Linked DNA regions of Zea mays: regions 2, 3 and 4 are each linked to region 1. A link is a contact called in public Hi-C data. All regions are on one chromosome and are shown on one strand. Each heading gives the region's core, a stretch centred on a gene start, on an enhancer-like site or on the middle of the called end of the contact. The rest is flanking DNA. Distances are from core to core; before and after follow the strand shown.

Region 1 (6,669 bases), core at 3,031-5,530:
CTACGTCCTTAAATGCCTTACAGTATATAAGACATGAACAGAAACTAAAACACTGTACAACATGCTCAACAAAACTAGTCATTTGAGATAATGAAAAAGGTACTCCTTAGATGCAAACAAATAAGACAAGGTATGACCCCTGTGTGTCAAAATATTGACAAAATAAATGTAAGTTCAGTTAGCCATCAACCTGAATGTTAGAAGATAAAAATAAAAATGACACATAATCTTTTGGCTTCATACACATGATAAAGATAAGCTACACTACTGTTCATTGGCTTGGGAAGCTATTGAATCAGCTAATAAAGAAGTGTTATACTCATCGGTGAAACTCCAGTAGACATTTTTATTACTGAGGTTGTCTTAGTTCTTCATTTGATACAAACGATTCTATTGTGCTTGTGCCATTATTTGCACTTCTGCACAAACAGATTTCACTATTACCTAATTTAAAGTTGCATCTATCAATGCCTTACTAACCATGAATCCACATTTCCTAGTTCAGGCAATGCCACTGCACCAAGAAATGATTTAAGCAAGCAGCCCTTCCTTAAGAAGATGATGATCAAACTGGCTTTTGACGGAAGATTGGTTCATATATTGTCATGAGATGTCAGATGTGTCTCTACAATACCGTATAAGGTCAAATAAAATGCTGAGTTAACTGATGAAATTATTCCAACAAGAGGTTTAAGGCAAGGGGATCCAATATCTCTATATCTATTCTTAATATGGGTTGAAGGTTTTCATCCTTGCTTCATGCAGCTGAAGCAAGGGGGACCTGACCAGAGTAAAGTTATGCCAACAAGCGCCGAGCATTAACCATCTTTTGTTCACGGATTGATTCGTTGTTTCTCCTGCATGCAAATGAACGGAGTCCACATCATCTGCATCATGTACTTTCACTGTAAGACTTGGTTGCTGCTCGGGACAGACAATCAATAAAGAGAATCAGCAAGCATACCAATGAAGTGAATAAAAGGGAGTTTATGTCAGCACTTGGTTATTAGGACTGAAGCAAGAACTGAGGAATGTTTGGGCCTTCCTATCTATATGGGCAAACCAATGTCAAAGACCTTTGTCTATCTCAAAGTACGATTTTGGGCTATAATTCAGGGATGGAAGGAAAAACTGTTCTCGAAGGTTGTTGCTCAAGCTATTCCCACTTAGGTCATGTCCTGCTTTTATTTGACAAAAACTCCTTGTTACGAGATTAGTACAAATGTACAATGCTTCGTAGATCCTTCTGGCCACAGCAAGACAGTGACAATAAAAATGCACTGCCTTTCTTGGGGCAAGCAGGAACAATAAAGGTGGTATATGGTACAGAGATCTGATCTACACCTGTTTAACCTTGTCGTGCTTGCTAGGCAATGATGAAGGTTACTAATGAATACTGAATCCCTGTCTGCTCAAGTATTGACTATTGAGAGCTAAATACTTTTCTGATGGTCAGATTTTGAAGGTGAAAGAGAACCCAGTATCTCCTAGTCTTGAAGACCTGTTATCAATTGCACGAGAGTTGCAGGCGTTGAAATCTGGCCTAATCTGGAGACATGGGATGGCTTCTAAATCAATGTTTTCAAGTCGGACGACTTGCTGGTCGTTTTGGCTGACCGACTAGGGCGATTAATCACGATTAGTCGGATGACTTGGGAAATTAATCGTGATTGGTCCAAACCGACTTTGACGATTAATCGCGTCTAATCGCGATTAATTGGACAACTTGAAAACATTGTTCTAAATTTGATGAAGATGGATGACATTGCTTACAAAAATGCAAACTGGTAAGGAGGTGTTGGCAGTTGGCACTGATTTCAGATCGACCGACTAATCGTGATTAGTCACGATTAGTCGGTCTGATCGGTTCTAAGCACTCGATTACAAGAGTCGATTCGACCAGAAGAGCTGATCATCCTTATCGTCCGACTAATCGTCGAAATGGTGTGATTAATCGCCTTAATAGGCGATCGGCCAATAAACATAGATCCGGTCAGGGTAGTCCAACAGGCACCTGGAGCCAATATTAATTAGCCTCTTCTGCTTCCCAGGCGCCTCTTCAGATTAGATCCGGTCACCGTGTTAGAGACAACTACAATTGGAGAATACTCACCTGAAGCTGCTCCATTTAGAGTTTGCTTATGCTGTAGTCAAATATATTTTATGGATGGAAGAACAACATTGACTGGACATAATCTTAGTCTTATGGTTATGGAACTGTTGGAATGAGAGAAACAAGATGTCATGTATTGGGCCTCATAATATGCAAGCATGCAAATGGGCTAGGTGAGCATGCTCTCGGCCCATGCAACCAAAGGATCAGTGCTACAAGGAGAGCAGCTGCAACAGCAAAAGGATTATCAAAGAACATGAACCAGAAGATTGCGACCACTTCATCCTCCTCATTCTCTCTCTGATCCCCTTCTCCTGATGCTCTCCCTCTTATCCCCTTCCCCTTCTTTGCTGCTACCTAGTCTTTACCTCCAGTTCTCCTCCAAGTTACCACAAATTGTATCTCGAATACTCTTGTATACAGTGAGATTTGGTTATGAATCCATCGTTTCTTAAAGTTGATCTGTGCATCCAGCGAGAGAATCAAGCAGGTTCGCAACACAAGATTAACACTGGAGAACTTGCAAGACCCTACGAAGAGGTGATTCATAGAATCACAAACATGGTTGCAGAGACCAATTCCTTACATCAGAAGAAGCAGCCAAAGCCTCAAAAGCCTAGTTTGCGCTGGTGTCCTCCACTGTACCAAGAGGGTAAAACTGAATATCGATGGAGCCTTCAACAGTGCTAGTAAAACAGGTGGGTGGGGATTCATTTTATGTGACCACAGTGGTGTTGGGTACTTGGGTTAGCAATTGGAGCGGGAAAAATTAAGTCATTACATGACGCCCTTTGTGCTGAAGCAGAAGCTTGCAGGGGTGTACTACAGGCGCTGCTGACAATTTTGAATTTTGTATATGAATGGTGACCGTTATGCTTGTGACGGCCCTGAAATCAAGAACCTATGATCCTGCCCCAGAGGGCACCCTCTTCACTATCTTGTGTCATCTGATTTTTAACTAGTTTTACTAGAGTGTATATCTCCTTTTAGAGCAATTATAATAAGAGGTTATAATCAGGATAGGATAAATGTTGAGGTAGAAGTGAGAGAAGAGAAGAGAGAAGAAGCGGGTAGTAAACTTACAACCGACTTAGACCCAAGAAGCTTTGTGAGCGAGACATAGTGAAGAACTAACTACTATACAGATGGGCTGAGGAGGCTGCAAAGGTGCTTATAGCCAGCAGTCGGCTACATTATTAACCTTGCTCTTAGTCCTTTGCTTCTAGCTCATGTAATAATTGTGCTCACAGTTTAAACCATTTGGAGTAAGTTGGGATCCGGGTCACTCTGCTGTTTGGACTGACCGCATCCCAAGAGTTTGTAATGAGCCTTTTGGCTCGTGGTCTGACTGGACCTGTGCAGTAATAAAGCTATGAACCCATGATAAAAAAAACAAGTTTTTAGGGGGGAAATAGTGTTAACTGCAGTTCTTGATGCACATGTACTCCAGACAAAATTCTAGGCTCTTCCGCAAAACGTTGACCGCAGGGAGGGCTGATGGGATAGCTTAGCAACAACAGGGATCTGACAATATCATGTAAACCATCTAAAAGACTCTGACCTTGACGGCCGTCTCGATGAGGCTCTTGCGCTGCTGTGCGTCGGAGACGTGGCAGACGGCACCAACCGCGGTGATACCCTTGGCCCTGAGCCCCTCCACCGCCTCGTTCACGTTCTTCTGCAACGCCCCGCAACCCCAATCGATCCACAGAAACCCCCAATCAGAGAGAGCAGTAATGGAAATCCCAAAGCGAGGACAGCAAGCAAGGAGGGTAAAATAAGCGATAAGGTTTTCCGGCTCAGCTGGACCTGCTTGCGGGAGGAGATGACGACGGCGGCGCCCTCCAGACCGAGGCGCTCGGCGATGGCGAGGCCGATCCCCATCGTGGACGCCGTCACGATGGCCACCTTCCCCTCCAGACGCCGGCACTTGACATCCATCGCCGCGCAGGCCGACCTTTTCAACTTCAACTTCAAGGTCGGTCCGCTAGTCTCAAACACGCCCTTTTGCAGCTAGTAATAGAATTTGCAACAAAACAGGAGTGCTCTCTCCGTATATATAAAACAGATTGGCGCGCAATTAAAGAACCGGAGAGACCGATGTGGTCATGTGGACTCTTTTCTGGCGCTTCATCGGAACCATAGGGTAGGGATGGCAACAGTTCCCGCGACAATAGCGCTCCTCATCATCGTTACGGCAAAAAAATAAATAAAAATAAAAATAAAAATCGCATGAGGACATTTCTTTATTATCCCTAATCCTTGTGGGTCCCCATTTAAATTATAACTATAATGTAATTCTTTTATTATTAATATAAAAACATTGTTACTTTTACGCATTGTCAAATGTAAGAAATTATTATATATACATCAAAATAAACATATTTGTACAATTAGTGAACTTTTGACAAGAAAATTATTTATTTTTAGGAACAATTGGATCTATACCATTAAAAGATCCAAACTTTAGATATATACCATGGACCCCACATGTCATTGACTTATGTGGACCCACATGTAAGTGAGATAGTAATGGTATAGATCCAAAGTGGTGATCTTTAATGGTATGGATCCAAATTTCCCTTATTTTTATCATTAACTATTACACGAAAATATTGTCACATGCGAGTTTAACGATCCCCACAGGGAATGGGGATGGAATGCTTCCCCGTCCCTATCCCATCCCCGTTTACCTGTTGGGAGAGAAGTCTTCCTCGTATACATTCACATGGGAAAAGAAACTTCATAATCCCCGGGGATCGAAGCCCATTGCCATTCCTAGTACAGAGGATCGACGGACGGATTTGCCGGTAGCGCTCATTTGTGATTATAAATCCAGCTTAAATAAGGCATTGTTTGTTTACAAGAATTATATAATCCAACTTAAATAAGTTAAGAGACAAACAAACAACAAATATTATTAGGTGGATTATATGTACTTAGATTATGATAATCCAAAGGTGGTTATTAGATGCTTATATAATATTTAAACTAGATTATATAATCCTGAAAGAAAAAAAACAGAACCTCAGTTAAAGACAAACAAACAACACATATTATTATATTAGATTATATAATCTAGGTACCTAGATATGATAATCCATAAATAGATCATTATATGCTTATTTTAGATTATTATTTGACCTTTTATCTACATAAATGTTGATCACTCGCTTCAGATTGCTATATGGAATCAAAGCGAGGCAACACAAATTAGAAGATTAATACCATCTCCCTTTATATACTCTTCCTTCAAGGGTAATTTATGGGAGGAGGTGTAACATAGAATTATGTGTATCATAATGAGCATGAAAAAGGAATGAAAAACGACAAAGCATATTATTCATCTTCATGCCTTAGCATTTATCATTCCATCTCTTGAAATATTACATATAATTACAAGCATACCTTCGGCCTTGCACAAACGGTGGCTCGAAGATACTTCGAAGGCTGAGCTACATGAAGCTTATGGCCCTCAAAAGGTGAATTTATGCATGACAATATTCACCTATTTATAAGAAAGAGGTACAACTTCGTATGAAATTACAAGCATACCCACGAGGTTTACAAATATGATTTACAAGTATCACAGGGGCATCAGCGTCTTTTCTCTTTCTTTCTTGCCGCACAAGTCTTCAACGCTTCCCTTTTCCTTGCTTCATGCATGAAGCCTTTTCTAACGCCGAAGGTGGTGGCATTTGTGCACACCTTCGTCACATACACGTTCGAGTGAAGCCGTTCGTAGGCTGCTTCGGTCGAAGGCCAACTTCGTATGTCCTTCATATAGCACCTGAAACACACTTTCTTAAGCCAAAGGCGAGGTAATTTGAGGATGTTCGGCAAAGTAGGCCCCCAACAGTAGCCCTTTGTGGAATGAGTTCATTTCTTCATAACGAGCTTAGATAATTGGGAGTCCTTGTGCCGGAGATCCGAAAAACATCTTCCCGAAGCACGTTGTGGAAAAGGTAAAAGCAAGCGCTTGGGATAAATAGAAGCACGCATGCGGTCCACTGGACAGCGAGAAGGTTAAAACACGTTTTCCCGCGATCATGAACTTGTTTGCGCTTCTCGCCTCTTCACGCCCGTTTCTCAATATAAAAGCAGGGGACACAAAGGTAGGGTTACATTTACTGCTTGCACCTACCTGATGCTAGTTTTTTCTGTGACTCCAAAGGTTTCCACTCCTTAGAGCTAGCTTTGTGTGAAATACCTATAGGAGGTTTTCCTCCTTTGTATGGCCAGAAGCCACTCAACTGCTAGGTTAGACACCCCTACTTCTTTAGAGGATGCCCAAAGGTAAAGAGACACTTTAGATATTGTACCAAATTCTATGCACGATCTCTGAAGTTATGAAGGCATCGTCAACAGCTAAACCCAAGAGTAGTTCGAAGGCTGCAAAAGAGGGTCCCAAGGATAGGCCATCAAATCCAAGCTACACCGAGATAGGTCGATCCATCTTTAAGGAAAACAGATTTGCCGACAATGAAGAAACTTGATTATTTCAGCAGAAAAGTCGATGTGTGACTTCCTGGTTGAGAGCACCTAGAGAGGGGGTG
Region 2 (6,669 bases), core at 1,926-4,425, 420 kb after region 1:
ATTAGACAGTTTTGACTAAAATCGACAACACTAGAGAAATTTAATCGAATACGATAAGAGATATAAATTCTCTAGCTAATACAAGTAAGCAACTAAAGGGAAACAACAATAACAAAGCTAGAAATGAATGACAATTCAATAATCACTATCTACCAGCAATGAAATTAACAAGAGGGGAAAAGAGACACCAGATTTTCCCCCGTGGTATCGACGATTTACCGATCACCCCTAATCCACGTTGAGGTGGACTCCAAGCTCTCACTTGCTCCTGTATCAAGACACGACTTGATCTTTGAGCCAAGTGGAGAAGGAATCACTCGTTACCTCGGTTCCACTAGTGTCGCCTTTGTCGCTCCGACGAGATAGGCGTGAACGCCTCACAATCACAACCGCAACTTTGCCACAACCTTCACGGAGAGCTCGACAGAAGCACTACAAAGCCGTCTAGGAGGCGGCAACCTCCAAGAGTAACAAGTCGATGATGCTTGTCGGTGTATCACTTAGTGCCTCAAGAATCACCAATTGATGCAAATGCACTAGAAGCTCTCAATCTCTCACTAAAATGCAATCTCAAGCAAAGCGTGTGATGGAGTTAGTTGGAGGATCACAAATGTGCTCAATGTGTGCTAGGAATGGCTAAGAGAGCTCACACACGAGCTCCACCTCTATTTATAGTTCCCCAACCTTTACTAGTCGTTATGTGCAAGTAGCACATCTTCTACGCACATGCGAACGGTCCGCGCCATATGGCCGGACGGTCCATAGCACAAGTAACGGTTATATTATCCGTTTGAAACCTGTCAGAGTTGTCAGAAAAAGGTTGGCTCAGATGGTTCGAGACCTGGCGACATGAGCTGCCTGAGCTCTGACCAAGTTATATTAAAATGGGTGGACTGTCCACCCTCCAAAGCCGGACGGTCCGCCACTTGTAGTTAGTACTGTCAAGGCTCAAACACCCGACAGTCTGCAATACAAACGCCTGAAAACACACAGTCCCTGCCCAAACCCATTTTGGTACCTATAGACGATCCACCGTACATGGTCGAACGGTCCGCACAAACACACAGGGACATGTGTAAACTTAGACCCTTTATAGTCAGGATTGTGGACGTTACCTAACTCCTCCAGCTGACCAGTGGTCCCAAATATCAGGGTCCCTTCCCTAGTGTGCTAGTTGATCGTTGGGCTCTAGGGACCGGGGATCGGATCCCCCACAACATGTGGTCCACTTGGATAGTTCAAGTTTTAATGTCCACGATCTCTATTGGGATGAGGGTCGAACTAGACCTCGATCACTCTTAACGACTGACAACTAGCTACAAACCCAACTTAATCATAGATGCAGGAGTCGAAGGAGCCCTCGCCTCTAGGACGACGTGATCACCAAAGGCAAACGCAAGTAAGCGAGGCTGCATTGGCACAAAGGCTTGACCACCGAGGCTTGATCCAGGAAGCACGAAGGATAACGACCCCCCTCGTGGTGAGGTCTAAGCGTTGCCCAGGCCTATGCATAGAGGCCTTCATAGGGGTCGAAGAGAATACCACCGGTCGAAGACTATCAGGACGAAGGCGTACAAGACTTGGAGATACGAAGAGTTGTCCTCTACTATGAACTGGCCACGTGGTCCCACCTGCTACCCCCCTACGTGGTACAACATTCGGTGTATGTAGGTCTAGAGGGTTACTGTTCCGTAATTATCCTATTGTACAATAGATTCCGAGAATGTGGTAGGTAACCGAAGCTATGCGCGTACTTTGGGCTCAGATTCCTTGGTTACGCTATAAATACCCCCGTCCAGACCCTAGATAGGACACGCTTGACAAGGCATCTCAGCTATCTAGCTCCCAGTTTCGTCGTGCGCCATTTGTCTCACTTTCTTCCATTTCTTCCAAGTGTTTGGGCCCACTTGTCTAGTCCCAACACTCTCTCAAGATATAGATTTCTTCTCTTCCCTCTTAACTCTCTTCAAAAATACTAACTTGACATGTATTAAATGATTATGTTACCACTTACCATAGATTAAGAATAGCCTAACATGAAATACACTATTACACAGAACTCAAAGCATCCAGCGTATATTAAATATGTAAATTATCTATTATACTGGTAAAAGGATGTTAGAAATAAAAAAGAAATAAAACTAAAAGATAGTATGAGTATAGATTTTTATTTGGTGTCCATTTAGTCATTACTAGTCGGTTGCCTGTGCGTTGCGACGGCTTACAATAATACCCATGTAAATTATTCACCAAAAAGATTTAAAGATTTTTTATTTATTATCTCCACTCTCAGTATAATATTTTTTGATTTGGCTAGCTGATGTTATTATTTACTCCATTCAATATGTCTTGGTACAACACGACCAATGAAGTGAGCGATTAAAATAGAGTTCACAACGACTGACTGAACGAATAGAGATTATAAAATGACATAATTCCACCATACAAAGACCAAATAAGAGAAAGTTTGTGAGCTCAAGTTTCTAAAATAAGTCACATGAACTCAAACTTATAAAAAAGATAGATCAAAATATGGAGTGATTGCTAAAGTCAGGCATCAATAAAAACTGGTTGTGCTCCATATAAAATATGCTACTTCGTAGCAATTACTAACGTTTAAAACCAACAAATAACCTTTCATTTTACTATTAGTGTGACAAATCATTGTTGCTCCATACAATTTAGCAACCTGAAACACCATGGAGTTCATTGCACCAATGTGATCTCAGAAACGACCTAATGCTTGCAAGAGCCAAGAACGCTGTGCCGTGCTTAGGTTGTAGCCTCGGCCCGTAGTGCTGGTCCGGCCCGACACGATTATATATTTTTTTATTTTACAAAAAACGTATATACATATATATAATTTATATTCAATATTAAAAATATATAAGCATGACATTCTACTGGTTAGACAACTTTACCTAGTGTCTCCTGCCCTTCTTTCATCAAAGGTGTTGACATGACGTGCCTAGGCCAGAGTTATGGCCCGTGGGGCGTCTGATCCGTGCCGGGCCGCCGTTTGGCCGCGTGCATCGGGTTAATTGAAATAGCGGTGACGATTTATTTGTAAAATAATGACGCGGTGCCACGGTTGAAACTGGTAAGTATAGTAAAGAATTCCGTTTCTTCGCCCTAACCTTTTCACTGCTCCAGCGAAGGCCGCCGCCCTCAGCAACGGCATCAGCGTCTTCCCCTCCCTCGTCTCGTCAATCCCCTCGCGCCCTCTCCTCCGGTCCTCCGCACACGGCACACCGTCCGGTGACCCTGCGTGCGTGCCTCCCTCTCTCCTTCCGCCTCCGGTACCGGCCCCAGCGGCTGCGCTGCGCGCCGCGCGCGGGCTGCTGGCAGCGGGAGCGAGCAGCTGCTGCTCCACAAGGCGGTCGCGCCGCTTTGGGAGCGCCTGTGCTCCAAAGCGAAGCTTTACCCGTCTGCTTAGCGCTGATGCGTGCGCTTAGTGCCACTTTTTTGGAACCCTGGGTTGAGCATGGAGCATTTACCTGATTTTGTTACCAATTTCTGCTAGTAATAGTTATTTTGGACACAGAATGGAAGGGCGCCGCTCAAATGAAGTATCATCTGCCGAAGCTGTCTTGGTGGGAGCATTGTCGTCTGGTGTCAATGTAAGGACGTTCATTTTGATGGCATAATTCCTGCAGCATATTCCTTATTGATGTCAATTCAGCTTTAGTCATGTTTGTTTTGAGTGCAATGTAGTGTGTTTTGTTGTACATCATGTCATTATACTGACCGTCTGTTTGGTTCCATGGGACTAAACTTTAATCCCTCCCTTTTAGTCTGTTTTAGTCCCTAAATTACTTAAAATATGGGGACTAAAATGGAATAAATCATATTTCCTCCCCTCTTTAGTCCTATTTTTTTTAGTAATTTAGGGACTAAAAAAGAGGGACTAAAGTTTAGTCTCTTGGAACCAAACATGCCCTGAGCCTCATTTTCAACCTTAGTCTTGCCTCTGCATGATTTTGGCACTACACGCGTTGATGAGAAAGGAAAGTTTAATTCATGCTACTTTATTGTGTAGGCTCCCACGTGGTTTGTGCTCAAGATTACGTTTTTGCTCCTTGCATTGTGTTTTACGGCTATGCTTGCTCTAGCATTTTCGTCGAAGAACTTTGTAATCGTTGCACATGTTCTTCTGCTGGTGACTATTGGAACCGTGCTATTTGTGCTGCTTAACAGGTCAGTCTGTGTCTGTCTATCTATCTATCTACCCGTTTGGATCCGCCCAGTGAATGCCTTCACTCTTGTTTGACGAATGATCAATTAAAGGTGCCATTTCTGTACTGTAGGTTTCTGGCTGAAGTTGGGCTCGTGCCTGTTGAACAGCAGATGAAGGAGATGGGCATCCACAAAACAGAAGCCACAGATGAAGACAAGAGAAATTAATCAGTGACACCTTTTTTTTTTGATATGGAAAGCAGTTTAACATTCAATGGACAGAGTGACATTATCTCTCATGATAGAATCAGCACTCACTTCAGAGACATGAAGTTCAGACACCACAATTTTGCACAGATGACCATACATCTTTGTACGTACTTCCAAATGGAAACCCAGGTCGAAATCTGTAGTGAAAAGGGATGTAGCTGCAAGCAGAGCACATCAAGCCTGCTTTCCCTCTTCCTTGGGCTTGCTCTTTTTTTTTTACTTGGTGTAGCAGAAGCATGAGCACCAGGGAAACTGAAACAAGAACTCCATTGCCAGAGAAATCACCAATACTTTTGTTTGGAGAAGTGTGCCCAAGGGATTTGCATGCAATGTAACCCTTACATATACGACATGGATGCCGTTTATCAGTGGACATTAGGATTTATGGTCTTTGTGCAATATATATGGTCGTGTCAGACTATCGTTCCTTTCATTTATTCTTTATTAACCCTCATAAACCTGATTGTGAGAAGTCATGATGGCTTTTGATTCTTTGAAGGTCGATTGAAATGTTGGAAAAGCCTTCCGGATGGAAAGCATATGTTCTTTAGCTGCCGATGGGTAACCTTTTGGTCGTTCAGGTTCAGTGCATACGAATGTCTCATTGTTTCAACTCTTTTCTCTTACGTTTGCATTGTCAGGTGTTTGCTTGCTAAAAGCGCCGCACTAGAATCGTGTAAAATTGTACAACTTTTCAGGTCTACACGAGTTAAAAGCGCCGCATTGCCGTTAGCTGGTTCTCACTCTTGCTCTCTCCGTTTGTGCTACACCCCTTGTCTTCTTTGCTGGATTACTTCCTCAGATAATTTGAGGAAGGGGAGGAACAGTGCTGTCGACAGCTGATTAGGTTAATGGGAGAGAGAGAGACCACGTTGAATTCGTGCCCTCCATGTGCTTCGCCATCCAGCAGATCTGTTCACCTCATGTGCACATCATCCCTGTCGCCTCCACGCATGCCATGTTTGACAAACATGGCATCGGCTAAGCAATAGGATTGTGGCTACAGGAAAACAAGATTAGGGATACTACTTGCAGTCATGTAAGGCCATCGAACACAGCTGTTTTTTCTTTGTCAGACTGCATACAATGCGATTAGCTACATTGTGCTGTTCATATTGCAACAACAATGCAATCCACTTTAACAGGATGTATAAGCACTCATTCACTTTCCATAAAACCACTACTCAGTTGATAGCTTGGATAGCGCATACTACTCAGTTGAGACCTCTAGAAGCACCAGCAACGTAGTAGTAGGGTCCGAAAGGGCAATATCAACGAAAAGAGTGGCAGGAGAAGGACAAAGTTGATATAGAGAGACGGTAAAAGGAGACTTGAAAGAATGAAATATATCTAAATATTTTAGATTCGAATAGGAGTGCATCTATACATGTGTCTGAACCATGACTTCAGTTTGGATTTCAACTTTAACTCGCCCCAACTTATTTGGGACTAAAATACTTTGTTGCTCTTGTATTACACATGAATATTGACAAGTCCCAATGTCCACCGTCTTCACCACAGATACATTGACTATCTGTGTCAGCCAGCTATGTAGTTCAGACCATTTTATCCTAATCAGGATGAGATGTTATAATTTATACCACTGAGTATTGGCCTTTTGTGTTCTGGACAGATGCACTGAGAGTATCACAAACAGTTATTATGTGATATTCTGAAGCCTACTAATATGGTATCAGAAACTAATGGTGTGTTTGGTTGGGGAGTGAAGAAAAATGAAGCAGCTTCATTCTAGTTTTTTGGATGTTTGGTTCCCAATAAAAGGGGAGTAGAGTGGCTCTTGTAGTCTCCATAAGAATTTACTATAAATAGTTGGAGTGCTCCCGCTCCACCAAAATGGTCGGATGGGGCGCTCTCTCGAATGTGAGCGCTCTCCTCCCTCTTCTCCCCTCTACACTTATATGGCTCTCTAACCAAACAAAGAACAGAGCAGCTCCGCTCTATTCTACTCTTCAACAAAACAAAAAATAAGGTTGGTTTGTTCTGCTTGTCAAACGGAGAATAGAACGGCTTTATTTTTAAAAAAAAAAACTAGAATGAAACTGCTCCATTCTAATCGACTATCCAACCAAACGCATCGTAAACTTTTTTGCATAATGTCATCAATACTCCCCACATGAGCATAATCCATTCTTGAAATGATGAAAGTGCTTTATGTCTGTAACAATAATCTCTTGTTCAGTATGTTTTCTAATAATGTATATT
Region 3 (6,669 bases), core at 2,874-5,373, 370 kb before region 1:
CTCTAAGAGATGTGCGATGAGATGGAAAGGAACAACGAGATAGTAAATAATGGCTCAATCATTATCCCAAGAGGCACTTTCAGGCTCTAGGTAACAAAATGTGAAATGAATTGGAACGGTTTTAGAATGACTAGTAAACGATACTAATTCATCACACCACTTTCTTACTATTATGTACCATCTAGGAATGTAAATTGCATCCATCGCAAGATCATTTCATGAAGAAGGCTTGTACCAGCTCTTCGTCATCATAAATAGCAAACCAATCCTTGTTTATTACTCAGCGTTTTCATTCTCTCATTCTTCGTTAACCATTTCATTCTTTTTCTTATGTGGTACTTTGAGTTTTGAACAATAAATAGTTAAACTATATTATTAAGTGATTCCCCAGTTTTATGTCTTCTTTTAGCACATGCATGCATACACTAGGCGATGAATTCCTATTTGTGACATCTAATTGCCATTAAATCAAGGGAACTTTGAATGTCCTCTTCTTTTGTCCTTGATCCTGGTGGGAGCACTTGCAACATGTGAAACAAGTTCTCTAGGCATTGCGGAAGCATCACTTGTTTTTGAAGAAATCAAAGTGTTCTTTCGACACAGAATCGGCGACCTACCTTTGTCAGATCTTTTAGCAGCCGACATGGCCATGGATCCAGCGAAGATCTCAGTTATGGAAGCTTGGTCACGCCCTCAATCATTGCAGGCATTGTGGGGCTTCCTTGGGCTCACTAGATAGTAGATACTACCGCAAGTTCATTGCGGGCTATGGGGAGGTGGCTACGACGCTCTTGAAGCAAGAGGCCTTCGTGAACAAATGAGACCGAGCTCGTATTTGACCAACTTAAGCAGACGCTAACAACAACACCTCTACTACAAATGTCATATTTCTCCAAATGCTTCATCGTAGATTGTGAAGCATCCAGTACATGCTTCAATGTGATGCTTCACCAAGGTAATGGCACCATTGCTTTCTTTAGCCGAGCAATGGCACCTCACTACCAGAAGTTTTTAGCTTACGAGCGAGAGTTGATTGTGCTCGTCAAGGTGGTGTGTCACTAGCATCCCTATGGGGGTGTCTTCATGGTACTACAGCCTCAAGTTCATCCTTGATCAGTGTCTATCTACTATTCCACAGCATACATGGGTGAGCAAGTTATTCGGGGATGATTTAATGGTAGAGTATCAACTAGGCAAACTCAATGAATCTACACATGCATTGTCACGGTAGGATGAAGGGGCGACTATCCATAGTATTTTGGTCCCAGTCCTCCAGTTATTTGATACATTGTGGATTGGATACTCTTCCGATTCACAAGTAGTTGTTGTAAGGGTCAAGATGGCCGACGGTACAGCACTAGAAAGATGGACAGAGATGGATGATCTATTGTTGTTCAAAAGAAAGCTTTTGTTCCATATACATCAACATTGTGGTCGACTATTCTAGCTGAGGCACGTGACTACGGGCATGAAGGAGTGTTGAAAATGCTACACAGACTGCGGGCATCTTTTTATAACCACCATATTGTCACACAAGTCAGGAAATTTGTGTGGGGCTGCTCCATCTGTCAACGGCACAAATCAGAACACCAACATCCTACTAGATTATTGCAGTCCCTTCTCGTTCCGTCTGAGGTATGGAGTGATATAGCCATGAATTTTATTGAAAAGTTTGCTAAGGTAGGTTCTCCAAATTTGCTAACTTTATTTTACTTGGCCACCCTTACATAGTTGCCTCGGTAGCTAAAGCCTTTTTTGAAGATATTGTCAGACTGTATTGGTTTCCTTGCTCCATAGTGAGTGATTGCGATACAGTTTTCACTAGCTCTTTTTTGTTAGAATTGTTTCGTCTTGCTGGAGTTAAATTGCTGATGAGTTCCGCTTTCCATTCATAATCTAACGGACAATCAGAGATTACAAACAGGATCATTAAGTACCTCCGTTGTTTGGTTGGTGATCATCCTAAATCGTGGTTACAATGGTTGTCTTGGACTAAATTCTGCTATAGTACTTCTCAAACTACACTTAAGTGTTCTTCGTTTCAAGTCATATATGGCAAAGAGCCCCCCACATTACTACCATACCATAAGGGGTCCACATGGATAGCAGTGATGGATCACCAAATGGTGGACAGATATGAATTTTTGGAGCAGATCAAGGATCAACCGGTTCAGGCCCAAGTAACAATGAAGCAACTCCAAGATAAGTCACAAAGAGACATGCTATTGAGGTAGGTGACTAGGTTAATAGGTTTGGCTGAATATTACAACATCCCTGCCCCTGAAGAAGTGATTAAAGCTCGACTGAATAGTAGAGTGTGGAAAGTTTTGGTGCATTGGATAGGCAGGTCAGCTATAGATTTCTCATGGGAACAGTTGTAAGAACTTAACGAAGATTTCCAGATGTACAGCTCGTGGACAAGCTATTTGTTGGAGAAGGGGAAATGTTATGGAGTCTTTCTATGGTTGCCAATACCAAAGAAGGCACGACTAGGCAGGAAAACCAAACCAAGAAAGAAATAGCAACAGAAGTGGCTAAGATTTGGCAATCAAATAAGTTTAGAAACAGAGATACTCAAATAGTTTGTTTCCTAGTTAGGAGTCAGTTTGTTGCTTCCTATTGTGAGTTGAATTGTCGTTTCCTAGTTTGTTTGGATTGGTTAGATGGCTTTCCCATTGAGTCAGGGGTGCATACCTGTATTTAAGCATTGTAGGATGTAATAGGAAGAACACTGAAGAAATAAGGATCTCCCAGAGAGACGATTCCTTCGGCACCCTAGCGGAGTCTCACGCCAGAGTGACCGATAATGGAATCCGACCTTCTGTTCGTCCACCGTATTCTATGCTTCTCTCCCACAATCCTCTCTATTGCTCTATTCTCCCATGTGCACACCACAAAAGGATCACAACACATCACCTACCAAAAACCACACCACTATAGGCATTCATTCCAACAGTACATGTGTAAAAAAGAAAAGGACATGGAATGTAGTAGTTTGATTACAGTGCCTTGGGCATTATTGGACCCACCGACCCAGTACTAGAGTTTAAGTTTCAGCTATCTCAAGTCAATGTATAAACCACTGCAAAAACCTAATGCAACTAGTAATGCAATGCTAAGAAAATGGCAGGATCTGCTAGGCTTGGTAATATTGGTGAAACGAGGGGCTTGAAATACTAATTTCAAGCTACCATGATCTGGCCTACTTGTTCTGCTTGGAGCCATGGACCACACTTTCATGTCCTTTTGTCCTAAGAAGAATCACTTCAGCATCTTAGAAACGAATTAAAGTCTGAATACCAGATACTGCTGCACTGCAGCTAGCAAAGCATAGAAACCAATACTTTGTCACATCCCAGGTTCCATTGCTCCAAATTTAATGCCGTACTAGGAGAAGTATTCCAGCGAGCAGTCGAGCACCCAGCGTGCAAGGACCACAAACCAACGCCCGAGAACAGCAAAACTATCACTATCAGTGGAGCCACAATCTTTGGTACCCAGAGGCCAGAGCAGAGCACGCGCTCCAACAAACATTCGTGGCCGATTGGAATAGAACAAGTGCAGAAAGAAGCAGGGAAGGGGGCAACGGGAGATTCACCTGTACTCCGGGCCCGCACGCGCGGCGAGACCCTGGAGCTCCCCTTTGATGTACTGCGCGGCGGCCTCCAACCCTGGGCTCCCCTCCTGCAGCAACAGCAGTAGAAGCAGTAAAAACAAATCAGCATCGCCAGGCCACACGAGCGAACGGCGGGGCCAAGGGTGGGGGCCGGGACCTGGCGGCCAGGGATGTCAACAGCGAGGCGGCGGAGGTGCTGGAGCACGCGTCCCTCGGAGAAGTTTCCCCGCGGCGCGTCGGCGCCGAGCGGCGCGACGTGGCGCATGTGGATGACGCGGTAGGCGAGGAGCGACATGGCGGCGTAGAGCGCGGCCAGCGCGAGCAGCACACGCGCGGAGTCGCCGAAGCCGGGGCCTCCCGCGGCGGGAGCAGGCCGCCGGCGCGGCGGCGCGCGTGGGGGCATCGGACAGAGGCGGGTCAGCCTCGGCGGTGCCGCCGGCGGTCGTCGCGAGCGAGCGAGGATTTGGAAAGGCGGGCGTAGGGACCCCTCTCGTGACCCGCTGCTGCGAATGGAAGAATTTTTCTCTTCTTTATTTTCTGCGGTTTATTGGGGGAAGGCGGAGCCGAGCAGCGGGGCGGAGGACCGGAGGGGGGGGGGGGGGGGGGGGGGGGGGGGGGGGGGGTGTCCCGGGTTGGTTCAGAGTTGGTGGGATGACGCCATGACAGGGGGTACCGTGGACGCCCCGTGCGGCTGTGCCAGGGCCCGTGGAGGTGGACGAGACTGCGCGGCCGGAAATTGTTGACTCGGGCAGCGTACGAGACGGAAGCCGCCCGGCAGTTTGGACGATGGACCAGCAACTCAGCAAGTCGCTTTTGGGAGGAAAATCTTCATCTTCGCACCTTCGCCTACGTTCACATCAGGATTTTGGATCGCAAAAATTATCGGACGATTTGGGCAGCGGCGGATTTGAGCCTAGGTGGTCACCCGGGCCACGGTCTGAGACATAGGCCAAAAATCTTTCTATACCCAGCCAAAAAGTATGGCCCACGGGTCCAATAACCTCTTAGCTGACGTCCACGCCTCACCAATCCCTACCTCGGCATTGGCATGGTTTGTTTTAACTTTTTTCACTTTTTGTCACTAGAAGTTGTTGCAGATTATTAAACATCTAGCTTTTAAGTCTGTTTCTATAAAAATCATTTTAGTCAAAACTGTCCAAAATTAACATAAACAAATAATCGATCAAGTCGTTGCGATAATAGGAAATCATCACTTTCTACAACATAAATTCTATGGACTTTTTTATCTTTCTCCACACGTAATTTCATGATACTCATATTCTTTCCATATCTAGATTCTTCTCATAGCCAGATTCTCAGGAAAAAAACTCTTTAGAAAAAAGTTGAACCAAACAGACTCTGCCCTGGCAGCTGCTGTCGGTGTTTTGGGTCCGACCGCACACCCGGGGTTACCCCTCAAGGTGTTTCTAGGAGTAGGACGGTATCAACGACTGTAGCAAAATGGTTCGTGCCTGATTGCACGTGGGACAGTGGACAAGATTTGCAGGTTCGGGCCGCTTAGAGATGCGTAACACCCTACGTCCTGGTGAGTATTCGAGTGTGGTTACAAGAGGGCTCTCTGGATTGAAGGCACAGAGAGTTTTCGTGAGTGGCTTGGTCAAGAATAGGGTCGATCGTTCTGAAGGGGTGCCCCTAGGCCTTATATACTCGACCGTGGGGCAGTACACGTGGATATGATAACAACAAGTAGCTGAAAGGTAGTGAATCTCCTGAGTTTATCCCTACGTGACCCTCGCCGACTTATCCTCGCATGGCTCCATTGCATGGGGGCTTCAGCGCGGGAAAGTCGGGTCTCCGTTGGGATTTACTTGTTCGACGTTGTGGGCCGTCCGGGTTTGCTCCAATCCAGCCTTACGTCTTCTCCACTTTGTTGATCGTCTTTCCCCAGGCCCACGAAAGAACGATCTTACGATTTATTGGGCCCTTGGGCCTTTCGGGAGATCTTTTATTTCTTTAGTGGACCCGGGGGATATCTATCCCCCACAAGCCCCCGATCTTTGGGTTGATTTAGAGGTAATCAACCCAGAGATCCAAGGTCCAGGAAAATGACTTCCTACTGTCTTCTCTTGCTCCGATCGCTCGTTCGACCGAAGTTTAGTCCTGTGCTTGTGCCTTAGAGGTCGGCATTTTGACTCGTAGGATTCTGAACTTCATTGGGTGCACCGAAGGTGCACCCAATGGGTGTAGCCCCCGACCTTTGAGTATATTTTTAGAAGGTAATCTACTCGAAGGTCTTCCCCAGAAATTATCTCCATGTGCGCTCCTGTACCTCGGTTGAGGATTGGTCTTTTCAATCTTGTCCCACGCCTTAGAAGTCGGCACTATATCGGTTTAGAATGATAATCCATGGGGTGCACCGGAGGTGCACCCAATGGGTGTAGCCCCCGACCTTCAAATGAATTTTTTAAGGATAATCCATTCGAAGGTCTTCCCTTTGCTTGTAAAAACTGGCACGAAGCTATTCGCATTATGCTTTGAAGGTCAGCATTATGTCATCAAAATTTTGCTGCAGAGGTCAGCATATATTTTGTCTTTAGCAGCCGAGTTTGCGATCCATCCATATCTTGCTAGGTAATGCAATTTATTTGCTTCTGCGACTTGATTGGACGTTTGATGGACGTTCTCTGTCTAGTCTTCACATCGCTTCTGTCGGCCATATCTTGTACTTTGCTGGCTATATTTGGCTTTCCTCTGATCCTTACTGACATCTCATTTTTGTCTTGAGGTATTTACTGCGTGCCCTGCACGGATGTGACCGTTTTGGAAAATATACTGATAATTCCTGGGCGCCCCCCCCCCCCCCAATGGGTGTGGGCAAGGGACGGCTTGGTACGCTGAGTGTTTTAGCCGGCTGCTTCTGAGTAGTAATGTGATGGGACGGCTAGTGTAATCATATCCTTTGCACTGTTGACTGGAGTCCCAATGGGTGTAGTGTTGCATGAAACGGCGTCAGCCGTCTGACGTGTCTTCAGATGGGTGGGAGTGCTTATTGAATGCTTTGCGACTGTTCAGTGACCGCGGTTGGAAGTGAG
Region 4 (6,669 bases), core at 1,956-4,455, 280 kb after region 1:
CCATTCTTTAGGTAATCTGTTTAGGTGTTATATGTGTTTGCTCTTGTACTTGATGTGTCGATAGAATGGTTGTGACCTGTTTGCCTAAACCCAAAACTAGGCCATGTTTTTAGTTGGTGAACCATGACCCAAATTTGAATTTTCTATTATCACTCCATGGTCCAAACTCATGCCAATGCATGCTTAATAATCTGTTTGTTAGACATAAAATGCAAGCAGACTTAAAGCTAGGATCTCGAGTCTGTGTTCTCGCTATTTACTCTGTGTCGTTTTAGTTGTCATATTTCCATCTTAGACCATGCCCTTGTTTTATTGGCACAAGCCGATGTACCTTATTTAGTTTGCCTATTCTGAAGGATCGCAATGTTGCTTTATCAACCTAACCTAGGAAAGTTTTGTCCGATCATTTTCTTGAGTTTGATGCCTTTGGTTTCCCCATATCTATCGAAGGCATACCAACTTAGTCTTCTGATTGTTTTCCCTCCGTATCTAATCAGATACTAATCCTTGACCTTGTAATCTCTGCGATGGGCATAGAAATATGCTTGGGCTGAAATAATAGTCTCCCATCGTACTCCTTTCATTAAGTTTAGGTTATGGTCATGCCTTGTTCATTTCATCGAGCCATGATCTATTTGTCTCTCTACTTGTAACCATTCTTACAGGTGGAGTATCTCTTTGTATATTGTCACCCTTGTTCAATCTATTCGTGTGGCGCGAGATTTCTTATTGGTTATGTCTGGTAATGGTGTTATGACTAAAACCGATGGTGCTGTGACGAAACTGAGGGCCTTCTGTGTGTGCGCACACATGGTTGTGCTGCTCGGCACGCGCTGGTATTGCGGTTAGTAGTTGTAATCCATTATGAGATTATATCAATATGTTATCTCTACACAAATTGTTCTTACCATGTGAGATTCATTATTGGTGTTGTTCGGTAATGGTGTCATGGTTAATGACTTATGGTGCCGCAGCGAAACTGAGAGCCTCCTGTGAATGCGCACACATGATTGTGTTACTCGTCGGATGCTGGTATCAAGGTCTCTGGTCATGATCCATTATGGAATTACACTGATGTGTGATCTTCTGTCGACCTTCCCTTAAAACAATTTCTATGTTGTTTGGCGAGTAATCAAGCAACATCTATCATCTCTGTTGGATCAAATGGGCATACCACTTTCCATGTGTGGTCTCTTTTTCCTTGACTTTGATGGAGACTTCAAACATACACTTTCCCTTTGCATCCTTTGTGTAAAGGTGAAGCCTTGAAGCTTTTTAGTGTTGGAAGATAGCTATTTAGCTCTCAAAGTGGAGATTGGTTTTCCCCTGCTGCTGAAATGCAGGAGTTTGTTCATTCGCTCTTTTTTGTAATCCATGTATTCCTGAACTAAGTCGGTTCATCTCGCATGAAGAAATGGATGAACAACATGACCAAATGAATTTCTACCCAAATGCATGATCCCCCGTTAACCAAAGTGAACTCTCAACCCTTGGCTTACCGATGGTACTTAGAGGACCTGCTCAATGTCAAAGGTAGTTCAACAAGTTGGTTTTACTAACTTGTAACTGCATTGTGAACAAAGTTTGAGTTTAGAGATCGTTGTATTGATTTGCTTGAACTCACTTGGGTTCAAACCATCCAAAGAAAGTACTAAAAAATCAATCAAGTTAAGTCGACGGATATCCACTTAATCATCGCCCTAGTCATGCCTTGATCGCCTCGCGTGTGCTTTTCCAGCATGTGTGATCAAGTCGAGCCATGCCTAGTGCTTGATAAAGTGGATTGATTGTGAAGTCAACCTTTGTTGATCATCTTCACTAATGCGTTCCTCAAATTTTTATTATCTTCCTGGAACTTGAATTCCTCAAATGACCACTTGTTGGTAAACCTCCTTTTGTGTGTTTTACCCAAGAGGTTGCATCTGATTCTGTTTGGGTAAAATTGCGTATTTGTCGCTCGCTCAACAGACTCAGATAGTACAATGTCATCAGAAAAAGCAAACTGCACACATGGAACCTTATGTGTTCCTCTGGCAGACATCGTCTCTATTGGTCGACATTTCTAAATTAGCCTAAGGCGATACATGATATGTCCACTAGAGAAACCATATTCTGAGACACTCGCCTTCGCTCCGGACTGTCTTAGGGTTATCACTGATATGGACATGGGATTACCTGCTTCTCTACTCTTAGAAGTCTTTCGTTCTGAATCTCGGGACGAGATTCTTTTAAGGGGGAGGGTTGTAACACCCCAGGTGTTTACCGTCCGCGCGACAGCGAGTATGGATTTAAGCACGTAATATCAATGGATAAAACATATGCTAAATTTTAAGCATCTTCGCCTATCGCGATTTTAATATCGCATCTGTTCTGCCTGTCGCGAGTTTGACTTTGTTTTTATCTATCCGGGCTCGTCCTAAATTTTCGTAATGTTCAAAACATCGTTATTCCAAAAATCGGTGCGTCCGGTGATTCTTTAAAATTCATTGCTCGCGCGAATACGAATTCGGAAGCTCGGCCTGTTCTTGCGATTTTTATTCCGGGCAAATTAATTTGAACTCGACGACTAAAATGTTCGGGGCAAAGTAATCTGAATCGCGCGTTGTCTGAGAGAAATCATGCGCGAGTTTATGACCCAATTTACCCGTCCGCACGCTGTTTTGACGACAAAATCACGTATATATTAGCGAATCTGGTTTCGGCTAATTTCGATCGAATCATGCAGAGCAGATTAAAATATCGAAGCCGAACTCGTGTCAATCTGGTCCGTTTATATCGTGGCCGGCATAGTCACAAAAATTATCTAAACGAAATTTAGTCAGAATCGTAAACCTCGGATTTTCTGTTTCGTGATCCGAGAAAATAATATGTGTAGTCGTTTGCCGTATCGCTCATCGACTCTTTGCTCGTCTCTAAAAATCCCAAAAGAAAAATCTGCCGCCGCTTTATCTCACCGCAGATTTTTTTCCCCAGCCACCTCTCTTCCTTATCTTCTTCACCGCGTAGCTTCTTGTTGTCGTGCCCTGATCTTTTCCCCTGCGCGCGCGTCTCCTGGCAGCATGCTCTGTACTTGGAGAAAAATCACGCCGTGGTTATCTCTAGCCGCCTCACATGGAGAAAAATCTGCTGCCGTCGCCTTGGTCTTCATCTCCCACGCGCACCCTTGCTCCCTGATTTTTTTGACACGCCGCGCGCTTCTTCTTCCTTATCCCCTGCGTGCTACTCTCTGTCGAGTCTCCCTCTACTCCACCCATGGCCGCGCGCTTCATCCACCCGTGCGTTGCGCCCAAGCTCCTCCCTCTCCCTCTGCTGGCTGAGCACCCTCGCCATGGAGCTGCTCCCTTCGCCGCGCGCACTGCTCCCCTGTTGGCCGCGAAGAGCTCGCCCGTAACTTCCCATGGCGCTCGGCCCTGTTTGGATTTCGCCCAGCCGAGCCCCTACACGCGCCCCTCCCTTGCTCCATCCAGGGCCGGAGCCTCCTCCCTGCTTGGATTTGGTCTTGCCGCGCCCCTCTGGCTGTGAAGCTTCCTGGTGTCGCGCCCAGCTCGAATCTTTTCCGTAGCCGCTCCGAGGTCCTGCTTCATGGAAATATGAAGCAGTCGTGGACGCGCCCGCGCCGTCCCTGCTCGTGTCTTCTCCCATGGCGCCTGACTGGATCTCCCTGCTGCGCTCGATCCCATGGCGCGCTCATCTCCCTCCGCTCTCTGCTGCGCGCCCAGCTGTGAATCTCCCTGGCGCCGGTTCCCTGTTCGGCTGTTCCTACTCCCTCCCAGTTCGTCCAAGTTCTGCTCGGAGCTCCTTCGTCCTGCTCCCCCAGGCCCACAGTTTCCTCTCCCTGTCTGTCAAATCGTCGTGCCTCACTAGCCGCTCCTCGACATCGGTTGTCGATCTCCCTCGGCGTTGTCTCCTCCAGCCGCCAATTCGCCTAAGTGCGTCGCCTCCTTCCTATTTGTCATACCTTGCGACGCTCGTCATGGACCTCGTCGTCGACCCACGTTGTACCCACGACGTGCTCCTCGACTTTGATGATTTGATTTCTAATTTCGTGCTGCTTATGCCGACCCTCAGAACTCCTTGTCGTGCTCGACCCTACAAGTCTCGAACTCACCGTCGTTCCTCAGCTCGCTATGCGCCCTGCTCCACTGTGTCGATCCGCCCATCTTCCTGAGTCCGTGCGCGTGCGCAACTTCCTCAAGTCGCCGTGTGCCCAGCTCGCTCCAACTCGCAGTCGCTGCGTTGCCAGAGTCTCTGGCCGCGTCTGTGTGGTTGTGCTCTTTCGTGGGAACGCTCACTTTGTCACGGTGCTACGCTTTTTGCTCGGTCTGGCGTGGGTTTTAGTTGACGAACAAGCGCGCTCCTATTTCCTTTGTCTTGCCGTCATCGTTCGGTCACTCCGTCTCGATGTCGGTCCCTACGTGATGCCTCCGAGTTGGAGTCGTGCTGACAAAATAATCCCCAAGAGAAGATGTCCAAAGGTTGGATGGTGGGGTACGTGAAGTTCGGATAGTATCTACCAAGCGCTCGACAAGTTGACTAAATCGAAGAATCATTACCGATCTCGCGGATTCGAGTCAGCTATTGGAACGGTGAGCTGATTTACTATTTTTTTACTATTGATTTTATGATCGTGAAATAAGACGCTTAGTTTGCGTATAAAGTTTAAGTTAAAGATGTCAACGATGTGAGGTGTGCTTTGAGGAGTTTAGTTGCCGAGTATATTCGAACTAGTTCTATTTTGCAGAGTGTAGTATTTCGGTGACGCGTAGGTTAAATTTAGTATTTTATGCAATTATCGATAAATCTATCCATGCTAGTTGTGTTTAGTACGCGAAAGCTGAAATCGATGTCCTGCGCTAGTAGTTAGTGTCATCTATGTTTGTGATCGATAATGTTGAAGTAGGATATGATCGACGATTTTCTTTCCTAGTAATTGGTGTGATGGTATATTGTATAAAATATGCTTGGTAAAATATGTGTAATTTAATCCAACCGCGTGGTCTAAAAAGTAATGTGCTTTTATTCTTGTTCTAGATTTAAATTCCTTAGACCACTGAACTTAGAATTTAATTAATTAACTGATAAGTTGTGTTTAGGCTAATCGTAATTAATGTGTATAGTTAGCTGTTTCGTGATGTTTGCATTAGATTCGGTTAATCTAGTAAAGCGTAACTATTGCGCTTAGTCGTATATCGTATGAAGTTGTACAACGCCTCGCCGCTAGGTGTTTAATTCGCTATCGCGTAGCACTATTTAGGTTTGTAATATTCCTGTATATATGCATTCATGTGCATAATGCATTCCATTCAGGTACGTGAATTAACCACGTGATGCGGAAGATGACCCAAGTCGACCCCAAGCGCGGGCTAATCCGCATGGTGATGCTGATGGACGAACCTGCCTGAACAAATGCCAAGACAAAAGGATGGTCGTAAAGTGGTCGCCACCTAACAAACACTAACGTAGTGTTTATTCCAGGCAAGCCCCGGTGCATGCAACCTCTTCCTTGTGTTTTTAAATCATTTTTGCACACTTTAAGTCTAGTGAAATGTGCATTAGGTTTATAGGAGTTGCTTGGAAACCCTTTGATGCATTGCCTACCTTGATATCCACACCTTTATAGATACTTCTGATGAAGTATCAAAATATGATTTACAAAATTGCTTAGCCTTGCTTAGAGGTAAATCTTGTGGATAGAGGTTGTCCTTTGCGTTAATGCCTAGCTCAGGGGTTATCCTGAGGAAGGATGGCTTCTGCCTGCAAGAATATTTTCATTGGGAGCAATGGTGGGATCTTACTGCAAAGTTTCCTGTGATGCTCTTTTCATCCTAAGGAACACAAACAATCCTAAGGATGGAAGTACTTAAATCGGGACTTGGGCTAGGAACACAAACAATCCTAAGGATGGAATATTAATGAGCAAAAATCATGTTGGATTGATTAAGGTGATGATGAGATTAGACTAGATGCAAACAAGGTCTATTAATACTTAATCTAGCATTAAAATGTTGAAAGTAAGGACTCACTTTAGTAAGCTATTTCTGCAAAAATATCTAAGTTGATCCTTGCTAAAGCCTTTTCCTTGATTCCTATTTAACCAGCATACCCTTGAGAGTCTTTTCTTTAGTCGGGTAAGTCTTGCTGAGTAATTCCATACTCAGGGTTTTATTCCCTGTTGTTTTTCAGGTTATAGTTTTGTACTGTTGTTGATGGTGTTAAGTGCCGGTGGGCTCAGTCTTCTTATATAAGTATACCCCGTCTCTATCTTCTTATTGAGGATGGTCACTTGAGCTAGCATATATTTCAAAACTATAAATAATTTGTAACAATTCAAAGTTATTTCTTTGAATCACTTTTGTAATCACTCTGATCATGTACAAAGTAAAAATTTTGTAACTTGTAAAATTTGGTAATAAGCTTTCCGCTGCAAACTGTTGGTGTGTGTGATTTGTGTTAATCTTGCAATCTTGATTGTAAGTGGTTTATCCGGGGTCCTTGGGACACTCGGACGGATCATGTTAAGTTATTTGGTGCACATGCATAGCAGTCTGAGGTCTTTGAGACAAGGACAGGTGCATGTGGGCCCAATAACTTGGGAGGTTCTGCCACAGAAGCGAGACCAGATAGGGTGTTAGATAATCCCCTTTATGTCCTCCCTTTCAATCAGATTAT

The links. A called contact is a pair of places that touch in the nucleus more often than the background predicts.
Region 2: a Hi-C map of ear shows a contact between it and region 1, with 2.6 times the contacts expected there. The contact joins the promoter of LOC100278270 here to the promoter of LOC100282854 in region 1. A contact is called at or near these places in 4 of 25 Hi-C or Micro-C datasets (bundle sheath, ear, leaf and 1 more).
Region 3: a Hi-C map of leaf shows a contact between it and region 1, with 6 times the contacts expected there. The contact joins the promoter of LOC100279629 here to the promoter of LOC100282854 in region 1. A contact is called at or near these places in 4 of 25 Hi-C or Micro-C datasets (bundle sheath, ear, leaf and 1 more) and 1 of 3 datasets of contacts at active chromatin or transcription factors (leaf).
Region 4: a Hi-C map of ear shows a contact between it and region 1, with 3 times the contacts expected there. The contact joins the enhancer-like site here to the promoter of LOC100282854 in region 1. A contact is called at or near these places in 3 of 25 Hi-C or Micro-C datasets (bundle sheath, ear and leaf).

Annotation. Positions count from the first base shown.
Region 1 is chr7:33,590,938-33,597,606 of Zm-B73-REFERENCE-NAM-5.0, forward strand. LOC100282854 reads right to left here and starts at 4,281. Exons shown (of 6, transcript NM_001291620.1): 1 at 3,923-4,281; 2 at 3,675-3,791. The coding sequence starts at 4,054.
Region 2 is chr7:34,013,665-34,020,333 of Zm-B73-REFERENCE-NAM-5.0, forward strand. It overlaps LOC100278270, which reads left to right and starts at 3,176. Exons shown (of 3, transcript NM_001151600.2): 1 at 3,176-3,620; 2 at 4,040-4,197; 3 at 4,308-5,078. The coding sequence starts at 3,546. The coding sequence ends at 4,404.
Region 3 is chr7:33,221,555-33,228,223 of Zm-B73-REFERENCE-NAM-5.0, forward strand. It overlaps LOC100279629 (Zn-dependent exopeptidase superfamily protein), which reads right to left and starts at 4,124. Exons shown (of 21, transcript NM_001152625.1): 1 at 3,774-4,124; 2 at 3,599-3,684. The coding sequence starts at 4,019.
Region 4 is chr7:33,869,391-33,876,059 of Zm-B73-REFERENCE-NAM-5.0, forward strand. No RefSeq gene overlaps it. Among protein-coding and RNA genes, the nearest start is that of LOC103632238, 110 kb to the right of the region's middle. Within about 2 kb of position 3,206, at least 9 of the 20 cell types and tissues checked have an H3K27ac peak or open chromatin away from gene starts, as enhancers often do. A contact at or near this core is called in bundle sheath, ear and leaf, where this site is marked.